2 separate regions of the Hordeum vulgare genome follow, and region 1 is linked to region 2. Evidence: chromatin contacts called from public Hi-C data. All regions are on one chromosome and are shown on one strand. The core of a region is the stretch at or near the end of the contact, and the rest is flanking DNA. Distances in the headings are between cores, read along the strand shown. Region 1 holds the start of LOC123408301 (type II inositol polyphosphate 5-phosphatase 15-like). Region 2 holds the start of LOC123410260 (signal recognition particle receptor subunit beta-like).

Region 1 (4,313 bases), core at 1,172-3,671, 220 kb after region 2:
TGGAATGAATTTCCTCATGATGCGCTCAACCCAAGCCTAATCCTACCAAAAGCCTCAAGTGAGGAATATGAGTGACATGAGGACTCTCACAGTTGAGGGTCCCGACCGTTTCGATAGCCCCCCCCCCCACATCATTGGTCTTATCCACACCAACGGTCATATCATTTAAGGGCATTAGTGTCAAATCATGTCGGTATGCTCCCAGGCTATAAATAGCCACCCCCACAACCATTAGCTGGTTGGCTGCTCCGTTAGAAACTGACACTTGTCATAAGAACAACCCAAATTCCTCAGAGTCTTCGAGAGTAATTCATGAGTGAGGAAATACCCCAAACACCAAACCACAAACCGAAAACCAAGTGATTGAGCATCATTGAAGAAGTTGTTCCTGTGTGGGACTGAAGCCCTTTACCTTTGAGGACTGTGCATCCTCCAGATGGTTAGGCGTCATGGTCTAGAGCAATCCAGCAGTCAATTGTGGATCGCCGGGTGACCAAGTTTGTGAGGGTTTGGAAGTCTTCCCTGAAGACTTACCACGAGTGTTGGGCGAGGACTGTGTGTTCTTAGCCCAAGGAGAATACGGTAGGGACTGTGTGTCCCGGGACTGTGTGTCTTTTGGTTTCAATACCAAGCCGCTCCAAACCAGATGTACAACTGTCACAACAGTTGGAACTGGGTCATCAACTACTGTCTTCGCCGTGAAACGGGTTCTAATTCCTCAACTCTTTACATTCCTCAGATTATGTGTTGATGATTTTCACTGTCACTGTTTGAAGAATTTCCTGAAGACTTTCTCTAAATTTCCTCAACCCCAAATTCTTCACGCTAGTTATTCCTCATCTGTTTTCTTCGTGCCTGCTCACTATGCAATCTGTTTTCACATTCCTCATACTGAAAAACTGCTGTAGTGAAACTTTGTACTCCTGATCCTTTACTGTTTCCGCTGTAAGTTAGTCATCAGTGAGGAATTTCCTCAAAAGGAATTTCCTCAGTGATGAAATTCTAAAAATCTCCTATTCACCCCCTCTAGTCGATATAACGCACTTTCAAGAGCCACTGCACAAGAGTTGAAGACGCTGATTCCTAACCCAGCGAAGGGCATGGTGGCAGTTAACATCATTCGCTGGGCCATGAATCAGGCCGTCTCTGACGACGCTAAACAAAGGAAGAGGTGGTCCAAGTACAAGAACTACTCGACTCCTAATAACCGCCGTGCCGCAGTGTACTGGGAGACAACAATCGTGCCACCGGCGGTCATCGGTGGGGAGCCTAAGGAGGAGGAAGAACCGGTGCAGATGCCAGTCAGGGCGTGGGAGGCAGGCCGTTGTAGCTGGCAGATCGACCTCGACTCCACCGAGGACGACGATGACCCGCCGCCCCGCACGGTGATGGACAAGAAAATGAAGGCTAGCCACTTGAGCCGCCGCTCTGTACGCCTCAACGTCCGCCGCGGTTAGCCAGTGTCTGTTGTGTACTCCCAATCCCCCAATTCCCCTTCTACTCGATCCGCATCTACCTCCATTCCGATCTTGCATGAACTAGTATGAACTCGTATGAACTAGTATGAAGTGCCATCCTTATCTACCTCTATTCCCCATTCCCCTCTCTGCGTGGATCGAATCTACCGCCGGATCGAACGCAAAAAAGTAGTGCATGACGAACAGAAAAGTGCTTACCACCATTGCCGCGGGCCAGGTGATGATCTGCTCGCCGATGATGGAGTCCGGTGGTCTTCTTGCTCTCCTCCGATCCACCGCCGTCGGTGAGAGTTGGGAGAGTGGGGAGAGGGAGCGGTGAGGGGCGCTGGGGCTAATAACTGCCGACGCTTCGGGAAGCAACGCGGCTACTCGAGAGTGGCCGCGCGCTTGCAACCGCCGCAGCCCACGTGCACCGCTCGGACCTGGCCCTGGAGAAACTGCCGATTCGAGCGTTCCCAGGGAGCCAAGCCCAGGAGTGCTTTAAACATCGTGCCATGTAGGCCCAACAGTGTATGCAGCTAACCAAACAGTCCGCTTTCTTCCCGCGCGGGCCTGGTTAGGCCTCATGCAGGCAACCAAACGCGCCCGTAGTGCCTCGTCGAACGGAGTCGCCTCACTTCAGATATAGGGCCCTCCGCGCCGAGTCGCAAGGGCGGAGCAACACATGCCCCATCACGAGGGCTTGTCCGACACAAGGTTTCGACAACGACGAGGGAGGGGAGGAGATTGGGGGAGCCGTTGGCGACGGCACTAGGGTTCACCCCCAAGGGAGGGGGCGACACGGGGTACGAGATTAGGGGGTTAGAGCGTTATCTGCAGACTGAATAGCAAATACAGTATATATATATATACCTATTCGAATGGCTGTCATCAAGTTGCACACCAAATCAATTTGTCAATCCCCTAGAAGAATTCTCCTTTCCCAACACAGTTGACCCTGATCCATTTGGGAAAGCCGTAGCTTTCAGGGCAGCACCAACCTCCCTCTTCGGGCCGCTTCCAACATCACGGCGAGAGGAGCTTCCAACATCACGGCGAGAGGAGCTTCCCCACGCCCCCACTTTCCCACTGCCTCCCTATGGACCCGCCGTGGTCCCGGCCCACGAGGCATCCACCCATATAACCAGAAACAAACAGCCTTCCCGCACACTGTCACACCAGCTCCGGAGTCCCCTTGCCTCCACGGCGCGGCGCTCCTCCTCTCCTCTCCCGCCGTCTCCGCCTCACGGGCGCGCCCGAGCTCGAATCGCCGCCGGCCCAACCGGGAGCGCGCGCAAGCGGACGCGAGGTTGAGCCGTCATGGAGCCCGACGACGAGCGGGAGCGGGCGCTGGCGCCGCAGCGGAAGGGGATATCCTACAGCCAGCCGCTCTCGCGGGACGCGGTGGCGCAGGCGGCGTACGCGCGCCACGCCGCGCTCAGCTCGCACAGCCTCGACGACGACCCCATCGCCTCCGCCTCGGCGCACCGCCACGACCCCGCGCGCAGCGTGTCGTACCCCCACCAGCTCCCGCCCCACCACCGCCACAGCCGCGGCGGCGAGTCCATGTACCTACACGCCGCCTCCTTCAGCGGCGGCCCCGGCGCCGGCGCGGTGACGCTGGAGCGGGCCGTGGCGACGTCGGAGCACGGGGGCGCGGCCGGCAGGGGCGCACTGCAGGAGTTCGTCGGCGCGGGCGGGGGCGAGGGCATCTTCCGCGTGCCGCTGCGCGCAGCCATGCACCCTGGCCGCCCGCCGGCGCTCGAGGTGCGGCCCCACCCGCCGCGGGAAACGCAGGTGTGCTCCTTCCTGCGGACGCTCGCGTGCGAGCCGCAGCTTCGCCAGCTGTGGGCAGGGACCGAGTCCGGGGTTCGGGTGTGGGGCCTCGACGAGCTGTTCGCCGGGAGCGTCGCGGGGGCGCGCCGGGGAGACGAGGAGACCGCGCCGTTCACGGAGTCCGTGCCCGCGCCGCCAGCGCTCTGCGTCGCGTTGGACAGCGCGAACAAGCTCGTGTGGACGGGCCACAAGGACGGGAGGATCCGGGCGTGGCGCATGGACCTCGCCGCGGCGCCGGCGGCTGCAGCGGATGGTGGCGAGAATGCGCCCATGTTCAAGGAGGCCCTGTCGTGGCAGGCGCACAGCCGCACCCCGGTGCTCTCCATGGTCGTCACATCATACGGTGAGAAGCTCGCTTCCTTGTTCACCCCTAGCAATTTTAGCAATTTTGGTTTTCAACGGCTGCTTTGAGCAAAAGCAAAGATACGAGGACCATTCGGCACGAATTGTGAGCTATATAAAAAACAATGAACAATACTACTGTATATGAGCCATGAGCACAATCTGGTAAGATAACTGGAAATGCACAATTTAGACGATTTTACGTGACCGCGAAATGCTCACATTAGCTAATTTTACATCACTGCCAAGTCCTAACTTGGCAATAGCACTTTTGGCACATTTACACCTTTGTACTTTAGGCTGGAGAAGTTTTGGACGGTAGAGTTAGCCTTTCTTATAAAGAATAAAATTAACTTTTCCCCATACTGACGGACATCCTGTTTCTATCCTTTCCTCATAATAATGGAACAAGCATGTCCAACCACGTTGATGTTAATCATCAATCAGGTTATTTACAGAAAATTAAAACAAGCTTGATGTCACAGCCTGGTTACATAAAGCACACCTAGTGCCTCGCTCTTGCTACAACCTGAGAAAACCAGTGTAATAAGAGTGAATAGCTAACAGAATTAAGCTGACGAAAGTAAGCCCTTATTACAACTGAAAGCGATTCATTTATCCTCTAGTTCCTCTTCCATCTTCTGAAAAGAACTAGCTTGTGAAATGCTCGACTCTCAT
Region 2 (4,475 bases), core at 104-2,603:
TAGATAATTACCTGGTAGAAAAGAATAGTTTTACCACTTCCACTTAGGCCAGATAGCACAATGGTGTTTGATTTTGATGATTTCAGACAAGAAGCTGTTAAGAAAAATCAGACATACACTGCTCATCAATTGCTGCACATATATAGGACCAGTGTAATTATAATCACAAAAGCAGAAATATTACTAAGTACAGCGATACAACAATGTATTTCAAATCTTGAGATGCACCATGACATAAACTAAGGTAATAAGTTAAAATGTTGCATTCTGAGAACAAATTATCTCTAGATTAACACAACACATATTATCATGTTACTATCACTCTGCCTGAAGAATTGGTATTTGAGAACTCATAATTTCCAGCATCTTCAAGTACTAAGATTTTACAGCATGCACTTGCAAATATTAAATACTGATAAAATCAACAGAACTTCACCATTAACTTGCCACACCTTATGGCCCACTGCAAAGCATAAAGTGTAAACCAGATGACAGTTCAACGTCTCTGCTTCCGTTCTAAGTCAAACAGTATAAGAAAGAAGTAAGGATGTGTACAAATCCAAACTTACCAATGCATCACAGCATGTACAGACAGGATACTACATCCATACTGTAGATTGTATTTTTCATCCTGTAATTAAACAGGAAACTGTGACCTGCTGCCCCTTTCAAGCTAAATTACAGAAACTATGCACCAGCTCTCAGTTTGACCCAAGGCATGAATTCAATTACGATCTAATCATATTTGAATGTGGTGAAATTACACTACAGCTAACGACACGACTGCTCGTCCACAGCTAGTTTGTGTCACTCAAAAAACTAGAGCTACACATGGAGTGGACAAATTCAAACAAGCCCGATGCCTTCAGGCAAAGCGGAACTGCTTCCGCGACAGCTCTTAAGTTGCCAAATTATCACATCCATCTGCCTAGTTTTACAGGGACCGCGGTCCGCGCATATTCCTGAGCTTAGGGCAGCGCGAACAGTCAGTGGCAAGGACACACTGCGAGAAGAAGCTTAGGCTCGGCAAATCACCTGCAAGCAGCACCAGAATTGTGACGGCTATCACGGCGACGGCGACGTAAATCTGCTCCGGGGGCTGCTGGCGGATCCAGCGCTCGGCCTGGCCCGCCCACGCCTCGGCCTGGCGAACCCACTCATCCATCGCCGTGACCGGCGCGTGGAGGGCGAGGGGAGCGAGCGGCGGTGGCGCCGGGGGCTCTAGCCTCTAGGAGCGCCGGGACGCGGAGAATCACGATAGGACAGTGGGACAGCGGAGGAGATGGAGGCGAAGAAGGGGGACTCGTCTGGAAGCAGATCACGATGCGGTGCGTGGGCAGGAAGGACGACGCACGGGAGTCTTGTTGGGTCGTCACGTGGAGGAGATCTCGGAAAAGCGGGCCCATTGAGAGAGGTCGTTCGGCCCACATTTGATGGGCCGACTATACAGCATGGACCGATCAACAAAAACCATCCCGTGGTTTCTGCCTTATGTCTGGATCCGATCACCGGCCGAACTTTGAATGGTTGATAGTCTCAGTCCATCAGATATAAATTCCGATGTTCACATTATTCTTAAATTTATTTTAGGATTTTTGATCATAAACATTTAGTGAAAGGAAATGTCTTCGCCGATGAAAATTAATTAAAAGGATTTTGTACGACGACTTCGTATAATTTATACTACTACTTTTCAAAAAAAAAAGTGTGTACGGTGACTTCCCAATTTTAGAAAATATTATGTAAATTTATACTATTATGTCTCGGAAAGATGGGATGGAATCTGGCTCAAGAAAAATAGTAGTACAAAATCATATGCCTTCCAAGTTTAATCTGATGCCACTTGGTATGGGAAATTTGGATTGACGCACGGCCAAAACCATGCCGTTTGGATGGCAGGAAGCTCGTGTGCTGACTTGATCCAGTCATTCTCTAGAGGAGTGAACATATATAGTAGCCTCCAGCTGCTTATAGTACTATCATTCTCAAATGACGCGTTTGATTATCTGTATTGTTTTTTGTTCTACTAGTAAAATGCCCTACGCTACGGATCAAATAAAATTAGGTGGATTTAAGCTATAGTCAGAAATTCATATGTTCTTATAGATGATAGCAGATGTACGAAGACATGATGGAAGCAATGTTATATGGTTGTTGTGTACATATCACACGTGATCAAACATAGGGTTTACAATTAATAAACCTTTTAATCCAAGCCAAACATTTTCAGTCTTCACCTCGCGAGGAGATTTTTTGTGTAGTTGTTCTCCCTACTCACCTTTCTCACTTCTCATTGTATCATGTATCGAGGGGACAGAGCATGCATCGCTTGTGGCAATTTGTGATGACTATTAACTTCATCTTTCGACTGTAGTCCAATGAGTTAATCCTATCCTGACCACCCATGCTTGACATATGTCATCTCTAGCAAGTGAGCATTATATGATGCAACATGCCGACCATGACCAAAAGATAATGACGACATCCAAAATAAATTGACGATGTAACATTCCAAACCCTTTACAAGATTTGACAAAAAAGGATCATATGAAATATTACATAATAGTATCTTAAGATAGCAATCAAGACAATATAATAACATACAGAAGAGGATTTATAGCACCGGGCCGCTCCACTCCGTATATGAACATTAAGTACAGAAAATGCATGGAAAATTGAAAAAAAAACTGGGATTTTGCAATATCAAACTTGGGTGTCCTATCTACTTTCGTGTGATATCGTGAAAAAATACCATGAAACTATCTATGACAAAGAAAGACAAAAAAATTCCTTTGTATGGAAAAACTGTTTGGATGGATATTAGTTTGGATTGTATTTCCACCAATTTTTTCACGAACTTCACATGGGAGTAAATTGGGCACCCAGGTTTGTTATCCCCAAAATTACACAGTGTTCTAAAAAACTGGTATATTTTAAATTTAAATTTCATACAGGGGTGTGAAGCACCCAGAAGCTCCTGAGTACTTCCCAATAACACACATAATATAGCTTGAGCACACACTTATATATATGGTTTCATGACAAAGAAGAATGAAGCGGAAGTGGTTAACTAAATGGTTTTCTAAATATGCAGAATAAAAAATAATGAATCTGGAAATATTAAGACAATTGGAAGAAAACTGAGCCCTTAGAGGGTCCGTTTTATATTTAGATAAAAGGAAAAAAAATACTTGCAATACATTTTGTACCGAGCAAAGAAACAAAATGTACGGTAAAAGATGCTTCGAAATCATGTGTATATAGAATGGAAGAGCGCACAAGTGCATACATACACAAAATTAGTATTGGACCTCTTGTAACTCCCAGTCGTATCCAACAGAGACAATCCTAAATAACTTACAACTATGCAATTGTGGCGTTTTTCAACACCAAGACAAAACTTGGCTCCACCCAAACGAACAAGAATCCTATGAAAGACTTATTTCAGCAACAACCACTTCTAGTCTTCTAGATCAGTAGTCTTCACTAAAGCGTGCTTCAGGACATTTCTCTGTATAGGCATATATTGAGAGAAAATAGTGTGATTTCCTTGAAACAAACTATAACAGAATAATAGATGCAATGGCCTCACCTTGCTCGTCAGCGATCCCTCTCCGAAGCTGCCTTCTATATCCAGAAATCTGCAGGAAATATCAAAATGAAAAACAGATGTTATAAGGAGATTATCTCGTGAAAAATGCACCTAATCGACGGGAAGAAAACTTACAAAGATCCATCTCACACATACTTGCTTGTCTTCTATTGGCATCTTGGCACCAGAGCCGTCAGGAATGAGTAGCTCACCACTGTCACAAATGCTCTGCGGCCTACGCTTTACATAGTCAGGGCACATCAAAGGGGGCATTCCTTATTTTTCCACAACAAGCAAGCTCCATGTCACACCATTAATTTCAGTCAACAAAGGTTATGAGCAACTTAAGTGCAAAAGCAACTACTCCATAGTCGATAAAGAACTCCAGAAGGGCGTCCGAGGAGAACCCCTCCAGTTTTATAGATCCTTGATATTGTAGAGAACAATTTCAGTGGCAGGATTCCACAATTTATAGGCCATCTTAAGAGATTGGAGGAACTCTATTTGAACAATAATATCATGTATGGGGATCTGCCATCAACTCTAAAAACTGCACAAATTTCATAATCATCAACCTCAACTGCAGCAATTTCAGCGACAACTCACCAAGGTCAATTTTTCCAACCTACCTAATCTACCGTCTTTAGATCTTATGCGGAACAACTTCGATGGCACAATTCCATAAAGTATATACACTTGCAGAAATCTAATTGCACTGCGACTATCTCCCAATATGTTCCATGGCTAGTTAGCAAAAGAGATCGGCTATCTGTAGCCCCTATCATTCCTGTCACTTTACAATAACAATCTTACAAACATAACAGATGCACTTCAGATTCTTGAAATCTCCAAGAACCTCACCACCCTTCTTATTGGGCGCAAC

What was found. A called contact is a pair of places that touch in the nucleus more often than the background predicts.
Region 1: a Hi-C map of seedling shows a contact between it and region 2, with 7 times the contacts expected there. The contact joins the promoter of LOC123408301 here to the promoter of LOC123410260 in region 2. A contact is called at or near these places in 5 of 6 Hi-C or Micro-C datasets (leaf, seedling and an unstated tissue) and 1 of 1 datasets of contacts at active chromatin or transcription factors (embryo).

The regions. Positions count from the first base shown.
Region 1 is chr7H:192,484,123-192,488,435 of MorexV3_pseudomolecules_assembly, forward strand. LOC123408301 (type II inositol polyphosphate 5-phosphatase 15-like) reads left to right here and starts at 2,422. Exons shown (of 11, transcript XM_045101436.1): 1 at 2,422-3,636. The coding sequence starts at 2,778.
Region 2 is chr7H:192,268,159-192,272,633 of MorexV3_pseudomolecules_assembly, forward strand. LOC123410260 (signal recognition particle receptor subunit beta-like) reads right to left here and starts at 1,354. Exons shown (of 6, transcript XM_045103170.1): 1 at 1,036-1,354; 2 at 12-94. The coding sequence starts at 1,165.